3 separate regions of the Macaca mulatta genome follow, and regions 2 and 3 are each linked to region 1. The links are chromatin contacts, called in public Hi-C maps. All regions are on one chromosome and are shown on one strand. Each heading gives the region's core, a stretch centred on a gene start, on an enhancer-like site or on the middle of the called end of the contact. The rest is flanking DNA. Distances are from core to core; before and after follow the strand shown.

Region 1 (3,400 bases), core at 508-3,007:
CATATGTACAACAGAAATATCATCTAGAAATTTTCTTGAGAGAAGGAATCTAAAATGGATTTTTCAGAAAGGAATCTAAAATTAATTTAGTTTCTTTGGAGGCAAGGTCTTAGTTTTGTACATAGCTCATGCCCTTTCTTTCTTTCTCCTCCTGTAGTTTGCCTTTGGCCATTTCACTGCTTATTATTCAAGGGCTAGAGAGAAAAGGAGAGAAGCTGAAATTCAGATCAGTTAATTAAGCTGTTTGGGAACAGCTCTGAAAAGGGTTGAATGTGGTGGTGGGTGAAATCAATAGTGAACTGGTGGTTTGAGATCATCTATAGCTCTCACTACCCAGTCTTCTCTACTTCACACCCCTCAATCAACGGCTGTTCAACATATGAAGCATTTTATAAGTTCATTCCAGCTTCACAGGATTTGTCCCTTTGTTCTGGAGTACCTGTTAAGGCATATGTCCTGATTTTTGGTTTGGAGAATTTGGTCAGCACACCAACATTAGATATATCGGGTGGTCTGCTTCTATAGGGTAATTTCATGGTCCTAAGGAAAGAATTTAAGAGTTTATTTTCTGAAACTGGTTCAAGAAACATTCCTTAAGTGAAAAATTTCAATCAAGAATAATATTCCCTACATTTTGGAGAAGGATTTTTAATATAGAACTTCCATCTGTGATATATTTAAATTCTAGGCCTCAGGCAGCAGTTTCAGAAAAGGGCCTCCTTTACCCTTTATTAGATGCAAAATAAATAGTCTACTCTGCGGATGGGGACTTCCCCTTACCTCCCCACCCCTGCGAAATCTAAGACATGCTTCCCTCATTCCTAAAATCACACATGCTACTTTTTTTTTTTTCACACAGAAACTCTACTATTGACATCAAAATATTTATTAAAACTTTAATTACTCGAATTATTTTGTAAGTACTCCTATTCAGTAGAAAAGAAGACCGGTGAAGCTGTCCAAATGGCGGCCTGCAGTCAATGCGCGGAAAGCTGTCAATACCGAAATGTAATACTCTCTTGATCTAGTTTTGACGCTTTAACAAAGACAGGTTTTGCCATTTAGGACCGCTCAGCCATCTTGACTGAATACGTTAAGAGGGTAGTCCTGGACCTGCTTATTGCCAAGGGACTTTCACAGTGATTTCTAAGTTACTGTAGGAATCTCAGCCTATCACTCGACAGAGGCCTAACATGTTGGAGCTGTCAATAAAGATCCGCACTTTGGAAGCGGAAAGAAGGCACAAGTTTTATATGCACACTTTCTTTATTATGCATTCTTCCAGCCATCAAAGAGGGGAAGATTGTACTCTCCCAAAGCTTACAACTTTGTTACTTTTCATGACCTGTAGCATGTATTTAGCCTTTGGGTAATGTTTGTGCAAGACTAAGGCCCACTCTTTAATGGCTGAATGCATACATTTCGCAGCACATGGTGGATTCGCTGCTCTGAGAATTGCCTTTAAAAAAAGTAAAGTGAAAAATAGACAAAGAAATCTGGAACCTTAGCAGTGTTTCCTATTTGTTTGGACTGTTCTTGAACCAGCTCTCAGGCGGTGACCGGGCTATTGAAAAGATGCACCTGAAACAGGATCTGCGGGCAGCTGCATTTGCCACCCGGCTTTATTGCTGCTTTCCAGCGGCGAAGGCGCAGCAGCAGTAACAGGGAAGCCAGAGCGAGCCTCCCCGGCAGCGGCGGCGGCGGCGGCGGCACCGGCACCAGCGCAGTTTCCCCTCTCCCCAGCCCTGACTCTACGCGCACATGCGCACTGCGCCCGCAGCCCTGGACCATTTGTCAGGACTACTCGTGAGACGGAGAAAAAAAAAAGAGAAAATTTGGGGGTAAGAAGCGGTTGATCGGATCTAATCTCTAATTAATCTGAAGATTTGTCCCTGCAAAAGCCATTCATTTATTTTTCTGGGTGAGGATGAAAGTTAAGAGCCCTATAGAGGGAAGGAAGCGCACCCTCGTCTTGTGAAACAGATCAGGGGAGGGGAGGGACAGAAGGGGTTTCTCCCCCACTTCTCTGCGCCTCTGGGAAAGAGGAGAAAACTTAATCCCGGGGAAAAAAGTGGGCAAGTGACTCGGAAACGGCTGGAGAGGGAGTCTCTGGGCATCTCACTCTGAAGTAGTGAGTGCGAGTGTGAAAGAGGAACAAAAGAGAGAGAAAAGAGAAAGGAAAAAATGGGGGGAGGAGAGACTTGTATTTTTTTCTTTGCGCGCACACGGGGAAGGGTGTGGGGGGCCGTGCGGAAGGGAGCCGGGGCGAGGCGGCCGCGTCGGGCTCAGGCTGGCGCGCAGGCGGCGGGATGCGTGTGGCCCCCTCCCCCGCGCCCCCCGAGCTTGTCACTTTGGTCGCTTTCGTGACACCGGGCGCGGGGTGGGGGAGCGCGGCGGCGCCGGGCTCCGCCGGGGTGCGTGTCCGGGTGGGCGCCGCGGAGCCGCAGCCCGGGCGGCGAGCGCGGCCGCCGAGGCGGGGGGCGCCGGCGGGGGGCGCGGGGGCGGCCGGGGACGCGGATCGGTGCGGCGGGAGGCGCGAGCCCCGCGCGCCGCCCCTGCGGCCCCCTCCGCCCGTGTGGCCTTTGTGCCGGGCGCGCACCGGAGAGCGAGCGAGCGGGCGGGCGAGCGCGAGAAGTACAAGTACGGGAGACCGAGGCAGTGGGAAAAGAGGCCGGGCCACTTTCTCCCCTCTCGGGCTGCGGAGAATGGACTGGTTGAATGTGCAGGCGCGTCTCCCCGGCGTGTGCTGTGTGTGTGCGCGGCGGAAAGGCCTGCCCGACTCCCACCGCGCACACGCACACTCACACGCACGCACACACACGGACCCGCGGCGGGGCTCGGCGGCCGAGAGTTTGCGTGGCTTCCTCGCCGCCTCCCTCTTCCCGACCGAGTGTGTGAGAATTTCATATAGATCAGCTCCAATTTCCGCCATTTTGGGAAAGTTGCACAAAAATAAACCCTCCGGTTTATTTCTGCCCGAGGCAGGAAAGTGCTTTGGGAAGCGAGGCGGCGCGGGCCCGCGGCGGCCGTCCGCGCGGGAGAGGGCGCGGGCCGCGGGCCGGGCCGGGAGCCCGCGCCGTCGCGGCGTTCGCCCCGCGCCGTGCCGCGCCGCGCCGGCCCGGGTGCGGGCGCGGGCGCGGGCGTGTGTCGGGAGGCGGCGGCGGCGGCGGTCGCGGCGGCGGCGGCCGCGCCGGGGCGGCGGGCTGGGGGGGGAGGGTGGGGGCGGCGCGGGGCTGCTTTTCCTGCAACTTGTTTACGCCTGCCTTATCCTGGGGAGGAAAAGAGGGGTCGGGGCCGGGGCCGGGGCCGCCGCCCGCCTCGCGCCGCGTGCGTGTGCCGTTCCGGAATAATGGGCTTTGCACACTCGCGTCCTGGGCCCCGCGGGCCGTCCTCGCGCCGC
Region 2 (3,400 bases), core at 340-2,839, 430 kb before region 1:
CAATATGTCCACCCAAATACGTCTGGTTATGTTCTTTGTGATGCCAAATGTCATTAAAACAATTAACATAGATGGCACCAGCAGAAGGACTGCTTCAAAGAGGGATAGTACTTACTCTGGACAGCCTGAAAGGCTTTGAGATACTCCACACTGAGCAATGGCTGAGGCAACTCCCGAATGAAGAGCTTCAGCAGGCTGGCGGCATCATGCTGTTTGACACTTTCCCAATTAAAAGTCCCTTCATAAAACTTTGCTTCTAGTTCTTGGCAAAGATTCTGATAGGCACAGGAAAAAAAAAAAAAAAAAAAGCAGCTATAAGTGCATTTTTTTCTTGCTGAGAGTATGATACATTTTCACTTTCAAGAGATTCTGCTCTTTAGACAAGACAAAGCAAACTACCAAAAGTCAGTATTTCTTTTACTCAGAAAAAAACTCCTCTCCTCTAATCCAAACGTATTTTACCAATAAAAAACTGTACCTAAGGCCAAAACACATTTTAAAATTTATACTTTTTCCTGGACATTCCACAAACTGTAAATAATAAAGTTTTAATTAAGAGATTTGGTTAAAATAATTGTTCCATTTTGGGGCTTCATCTACATATTATAAATCTTCATTAAATTAAGAAAAAAATCATTAAAAAAGAAGTATGTTTTAAATTATTTAGAAGTATATTACATAACAAAATACATATTCAATCTCTGGGCCTAAAACAGAAGGCTACCTCTGATTAGTCACCTATGGGAAATGGAAAACCCAATTTTAAAGCAAACGAGGCATGAAAATACATCAATATACCTGTCTTTAACGCACAGCCATCCTGCTGCCAGCTGTGGAAAACAATCTGAGTCCATGCAGAATTAGAAATATCTAGTTCACTTACCTCATAACTCTACAGTATTTGTCAGGCAAATTATTACTAATAAACCAATTGAGTTCTGTAATTACTATTTTTTGTATACTTCTTTACTATACATAAATCTTACCATGTTAAAAACCATCACAAGTTTCTGTCAGTTTCCTCTATTACATAAAACCATTCTCCCAAAGTATGTTTTCTGTTTTCTTGTAAGGCAAATTACCACATTTTCTCTTCCTAACACAACAACCATTCTCTACCCTCAATTATTTGTGTAATTGATGAAATAGGTGAAGGGGAGTGGGCAAAGACAGAAAAAGAAATAGGGAGGAGGGAAGGGGGAGGGAGGAAAGGAGGGAGAAAAGGAGGGGAAAAAAAGAGGAGGGATGGAAAAAAAGAGGAGGAAGGAAAAGATAGAAAAAGGGAGTGGGAGATAGGGAGAGAAGGAAGAGGAGAGAGAGGGGGCATGGAGGGAAAGAATGAGGGAGGAAAGGACAACAGAGGAACATCCAGAGAAGAGAGGCAGAAAGAATGGAGGGAGAGGGAGAGAGAATAGTACAGAGAAATTTGGTGGGGCCAGGGAGAAAAGAGACAACCAAAAGTTTTGCATATTATCTTTTAAATTATTTATAATGGACCAGCTGCTGCATAATTTGGCATATGACAACAGGCTGGGTTGAAGAGTTGAGCCAGCTGAATCCACTTAATTGGCCTTCTTAGAAATTACACTTAGTTAAACTTGTCCTTCTGCCAGCCTTCTCATTGCAAAGTAAAATCTGCATTATATTCACTATTCTGTACTAAGTAAATGTATTTTTGCCTCCTGTGAGCTGGCCATCGCAGTCTGCTAGTGAGGGCCTGAGTGCTTTCAACAGTGAATTGAGGACTACCTTGCTGATATGGGTAATATGAAGTTATATTTGTTACCTGTTTCTGAGGAACTATATCTTTGTTAGTGAATGTACTTACTAGAACTTGTCTCAGAACCACACAATGTCCATGACTGACTAGTGGCGAACGTGCCGTAGGTGTTACATTAAGTGAGACAATGACAAACTATGAAACTTACAAACACCACAATTTCAGGGACGTCTAAATATCAGACGCCAAACCCAGGGGACACAAGTGGAAGCTTATGATCTGAATATAGCAGGCTACTCAAATCCTATTAAAATGAGATCACTATGCAGTAAGAGCCAAGGAGGTTGAAACTGGTGTCCTAAATCAAGGCAACTTATCAAAATAAGCAGGTGATGCAAACTGTGGAATGTATAAAGAGTAATTCCAATCCTGGCCACGCCACAGCCCATTAGAAGCAGGCCAGGACAGTGTGCACTCTCCAAGAAACACTTAGTCTTGATCCAGTTCTAAAGATTTCATAAAGAATGTTATGAAAGTGAAGAGAGATTATCTCTCTTCTCTCCTATTTTCTCTTGGATTTTCAAATTCAGGAAGACAATGCATTGGATGTGGGCAGTGGTTACTTGTGCTATCTCAGTGCAGAGGTAAAGGTGAATCTGGAAGATCGGGTAAAAGTGAATAGTTAATGGCTGCTTTCCAGATACAGCTACAATTCCAAGTATGAGTCCCCTTGATATTTAAATCCCCTGAGGGGATATGTAGTATGCATCCCCTGTAGGGTAATTCCATGTTTATCATGCATTCATTGGAAGCTTCATCCCCCAGAGCAAAAAGTGAGGCACAAAGATGACAGCAGGAGGATACATGGTACCCCAGAACAGTAGGAAAGAAATGTCATCCAGAGAGAAGAAAATGCACGGGAGAAGGTAGGGCTCAAATTGGGAAGTCTGGGAATTATTCTTTCACCAGCCAGACTCAGGCTACCCTGGATGCAGCAAGACAGGGAACTGTGTGAATTAGGAAGGTGGTTGAGAGTGTCTCGTCTGACCTGCTCACTAAGACTAATTATGCATAGGATGCCAAGGCCCCCCATCTGCTGGAGTCTATGTTTCTGGCTTTTTTTTTTTTTTTTTTTTTTTTTTAATCTTTTGAGACAATGTCACGTACTGTTGCCCGGGCTGGAGTGCAGCGGCACGATCTTGGCTCACTGCAACCTCTGCCTCCCAGGTTCAAGTGATTCTCCTGTCTCAGCCTCCTGAGTAGCTGGGAATACAGGTGCCCAACACCATGCCCAGCTAATTTTCTGAATTTTTAGTGGAGACAGTGTTTCACTATGTTGGCCAGGCTGGTCTCGAACTCCTGACCTCATGATCCACCCACCTTGGCCTCCCAAAGTGTTTTTTATTTTTAAGAAACAGGGTCTTATTGCTCTGTCACGTCGTCTGGAGTACAGTGGGACAATGAGAGCTCACTGCCACATGGAACTCCTGGGTTCAGGCAATCCTCTCCGCTCAGCTTCCTGAGTAGCTGGAACTCCAGGTGAGCACCACAGTGCCTGGCTAATTTTTTAAAATTATTTTTTGTAGAGACAGGGTCTCACTTTGTTGCCCAGGTGGTCTCGAATTCCTAACCTCAAGCAATCCTCCCGCTTTGGCCTCCCAAAGAGCTGGGATTACAGGT
Region 3 (3,400 bases), core at 551-3,050, 260 kb before region 1:
TAAAAGCAATCATCTATCCAGAAATTCCAACTTTTTTTTTCCAGTGAAGTAGTCACCACTCAACAAGTATTTCCTTGTCTTTTTTCTTCCTCTGCATCACTGCAAGATTTTTATTCTTTTTATTTTGGTTTTGATAAGGAAAGAAAGATCCTTTGATGCCTCAGAGAAAGAATAGTTATTATTCCAAATGAGTTGTTTTTAATAAGTGTATATTTAAGCATGAAACAAGTCTAATACCAAACTAGGAAGACGACATTTTTCTGCCCCATTTGATTACAATTGCTAAATGGTAGACAATACTTGTAGACCTATTATCTTATTAACTTGTAATTTACTTGGAAAAGTGCTTTCTCTTAAAACTGCTAGCCAAATTAATAGCAATGGAAATTGTAGCTATGATTACACGACATTTTGGACAGGTTTTCTTTGGTGGCAGAGTTAGATATATTTATGCAGCTGCTGTTGGTTTCAGTTCCTACAGACTCCTCTCTTTCACTTTTTTCTATGAGGAGCCATATGAAGATGTTGACTTTCCACAATTTCCATCAAAAATGTTATTTTGCAAACACAAAACTACGTTTTGAAAATGTTTCTTTACTTTTAAACCAATGCCTGATTGGAGAAGCCATCCTTCTCAGCACCCAAAGATGACGAGTGTTAATTTTAAATTTTTGTTTAAATTTGTGTCTCCTATTTATTTCAAGAGTAAACCCTGAACACGTTTGAGGTTGTGTTGTTTTTTCTTAACAAATAACCAGATAATCATAGTGTGACTATTTCCTCTAGTCAGTCTAAGTTCAATGCTGACCAAGGTTGATGTGAATGTCAAGATTAATTTTTCTCTCTTGGCTGTTACCGAAGTCATAATCATCTCGAAAAGGCTATTAATTATATCAGTTTACCTACAAGCATAAAGTACCTTTTCCAAGAATATCCCAGGAATTATTTTTAAAAGGAGAAAAGAAAGTACCCTTAACCTCATCTTGCAAATGGAGACTTAAATGTTAGGCTCAAGGCAAAATTCTACCAAGTAAATTTTAGAGTCAAGACGGGTTAGTAAGAACACTAATGCTTGTCTTTAACCCCAACCTGAAAAGATTTTTTTTTAATTACACAAAAAGTCCTCTTCCCCAGTCTTCCTTAAGAACAAACTAATAGAGTGAGAGCAAGGCTAGTTGAAAGACCTTTCTCATCTGTATATTTCAAAGCTGATATGCATTGCAAAGAGAAAAGCATGCAAAGATGCTCTCCTTACCGGAGGTGAAAGCATTGTGCCAGCTCTGTCACTACTGTAACCATCTTCCGCAGGTGGAGAGCAGGGAACGCCAGGGTCCCAACAAGTGATGAAAAGCGATAATTAGAGCTCCTGCAAGAATCTTCCCTAAGCACTTTCTTCCGTGACACACCTACTTTGTGGCATCTACGCGCTCTTCACGGCTAACCACAATCCTGTCATTGCGGCTCATTCATCCAGCAGCTGCTGGAAGGACCGGGCTGAAGCGTGGGCGCGAGGACGGGGACACCCGTGCGAGCGCTGAGCCGGCAGAGCGGCTGCAGCCCGCGGACTCCCCGGGCCCCCGCCGCTGCGCCGCTGCAGCTGACCGTGCGAAAGCCGCATGTTATTGGGTAGAAATCAGCTTTCCAGGAACAGGCATCAGCTGTGCACGAGCCCGGCAGCGTCTCCAGACAAGTGCTAGCCGGTGTTGGTGCAAACCAAAGCTTGCTATGTGCTCAGAAAGCGGCCCCAGCTACTGAGCATGCTCGGCTTCTACCCAGCTGCTGTTATCAGAGCGCCTCAACTGTTGACTTCTGCTGATTTGAGAAAGGGAGAATGAAGGAGTGGGCACGAGGGTGCGATTCGGTGAAGGTAATACCTTAAATCTGGAAATGATCTCTTCCGTATCCCCGTGCCCCTTCCCCATCGCAAAAATAAAATTTAAAAAACAGAGTAAGGGTACACTGCTCTGCAGTTAGGAAACATTTTTATGGATAGGATGATAGAGATGTTTGAAACCTACCAGTAGCTTTTAGTTTTTCGCTTTCTCCCTGGCCAAACCTCCGGGATCAAGCTTGTGGTGTAAACTGCGAAAGGGTTTAATCCTAACAAATCACTGTTCCTCGAGGATTAAGTATAGAATTGCCTTGTATTTGAATATCTAGGCAATGTGCCACAAATTAATTATCTCTCTACAGTCATAATCTGCCTCCTACTAGACAACAACTTTCTTAAATATTTTATAAAGTAATTGTGCCAGTTTTGAAATTTAAGTGTTAACTTATATTATAATACACATCTTGAAATTTAAGTCTTCCAGATGGTAAGCTCGATGCTAGCAAAGAATGCCTGACTGATTCACGACTGTAAACACAAATCTTTTCTTGCGGCCTTGGTGGATGGCCAGTACTCCATAAATGTTCCTGTGATGATTAATTGGTGAACGATGGGTTAGATCATCTGTTAGTGGTGCTTACAGGAAAGCTGAAGTTCTCGAATTTGGTATGGACCCCTATGCTAACTCGACCTTCTCAGATATTTTGGGCTTGTCAATTATTTGAAGATAGAAATACACTATACATTAGGTGTGCAATGTGTAAGAAAATGGCTTTTAAGTACTATTTACATTTTATTATTTTTATTATGCCTCCTTTTCTTCTCTTTTTTCAGCCCCCTAAGATGCCACTCTCCAAGTTGAGCCTAATTCAGAGCATGCTGTCTCAGCTACTACTGAAACCAATAACATCAACTCTCCATTGTTTGCAGATAACAAAATTATTTCATTTTGAGAAACTTTTAGCCAGTCATCTCTGCCAAGTACATGGAGGGTGAATCTGAGAGGCTTTCACAGCTGAAAGGGAGCCTGAAAGCTGGGCCTGTGAGAGCCCACACAGGACACAGGTGAGATGGAAGTCAGGTGAATTCCTACCAGGTGTTTCTCTGGCCTGGCCCATGAGTCCAGTTCCTTGGGGCTGGAAAGTCCTCTCTTTCTCCCCTTTTTCTCTGCCCCATCCTCTGACTCTTTTGTTTGTTTTTTTTTTTTTTCTTGAGACACAGCCTTGCTCTGTTGCCCAGGCTGGAGTGCAATGGCACAAACACAGCTGAGACAAGTGCTAGCTGGTGCAGTGTCAACCTCCCGGCTCAAGCAATCTTCCCACCTCAGCCTCCCAAGTAACTGGGACTACAGGCACACACCACTACTGTGGGCTGATTTTTTTATTTTTTACTTTTTGTAAAGACGGAGTCTCACCATATTGCCCAGGCTGGTCTCAAACTCTGGGGCTCAAGCGATCCTCTCTCCTTGACCTCCCAAAGCACTGGGATTACAGGTGTGAACCACTTACACCTAGCCCTCTTTCTGTCCTTTTAGGACTCAAGTGTTACCTAAGTACCTCCTGACTCCAG

The links. A called contact is a pair of places that touch in the nucleus more often than the background predicts.
Region 2: a Hi-C map of fetal cortex germinal zone shows a contact between it and region 1, with 7 times the contacts expected there. The contact joins the enhancer-like site here to the promoter of L3MBTL3 in region 1. A contact is called at or near these places in 4 of 14 Hi-C or Micro-C datasets (cortical neurons, fetal cortex germinal zone, fetal cortical plate and 1 more).
Region 3: a contact with region 1 is called in a Hi-C map of fetal cortex germinal zone, with 2.9 times the contacts expected there. The contact joins the promoter of ARHGAP18 here to the promoter of L3MBTL3 in region 1. A contact is called at or near these places in 4 of 14 Hi-C or Micro-C datasets (CD4 T cells, fetal cortex germinal zone, fetal cortical plate and 1 more).

The regions. Positions count from the first base shown.
Region 1 is chr4:35,060,199-35,063,598 of T2T-MMU8v2.0, forward strand. It overlaps L3MBTL3 (L3MBTL histone methyl-lysine binding protein 3), which reads left to right and starts at 1,758. Exons shown (of 22, transcript XM_015137470.3): 1 at 1,758-1,841.
Region 2 is chr4:34,634,297-34,637,696 of T2T-MMU8v2.0, forward strand. ARHGAP18 (Rho GTPase activating protein 18) reads right to left here. Exons shown (of 15, transcript XM_015137472.3): 9 at 116-275. Among named protein-coding and RNA genes, the nearest start is that of ARHGAP18, 160 kb to the right of the region's middle. Within about 2 kb of position 1,590, at least 5 of the 40 cell types and tissues checked have an H3K27ac peak or open chromatin away from gene starts, as enhancers often do. A contact at or near this core is called in fetal cortex germinal zone and fetal cortical plate, where this site is marked.
Region 3 is chr4:34,796,764-34,800,163 of T2T-MMU8v2.0, forward strand. It overlaps ARHGAP18 (Rho GTPase activating protein 18), which reads right to left and starts at 1,801. Exons shown (of 15, transcript XM_015137472.3): 1 at 1,256-1,801. The coding sequence starts at 1,299.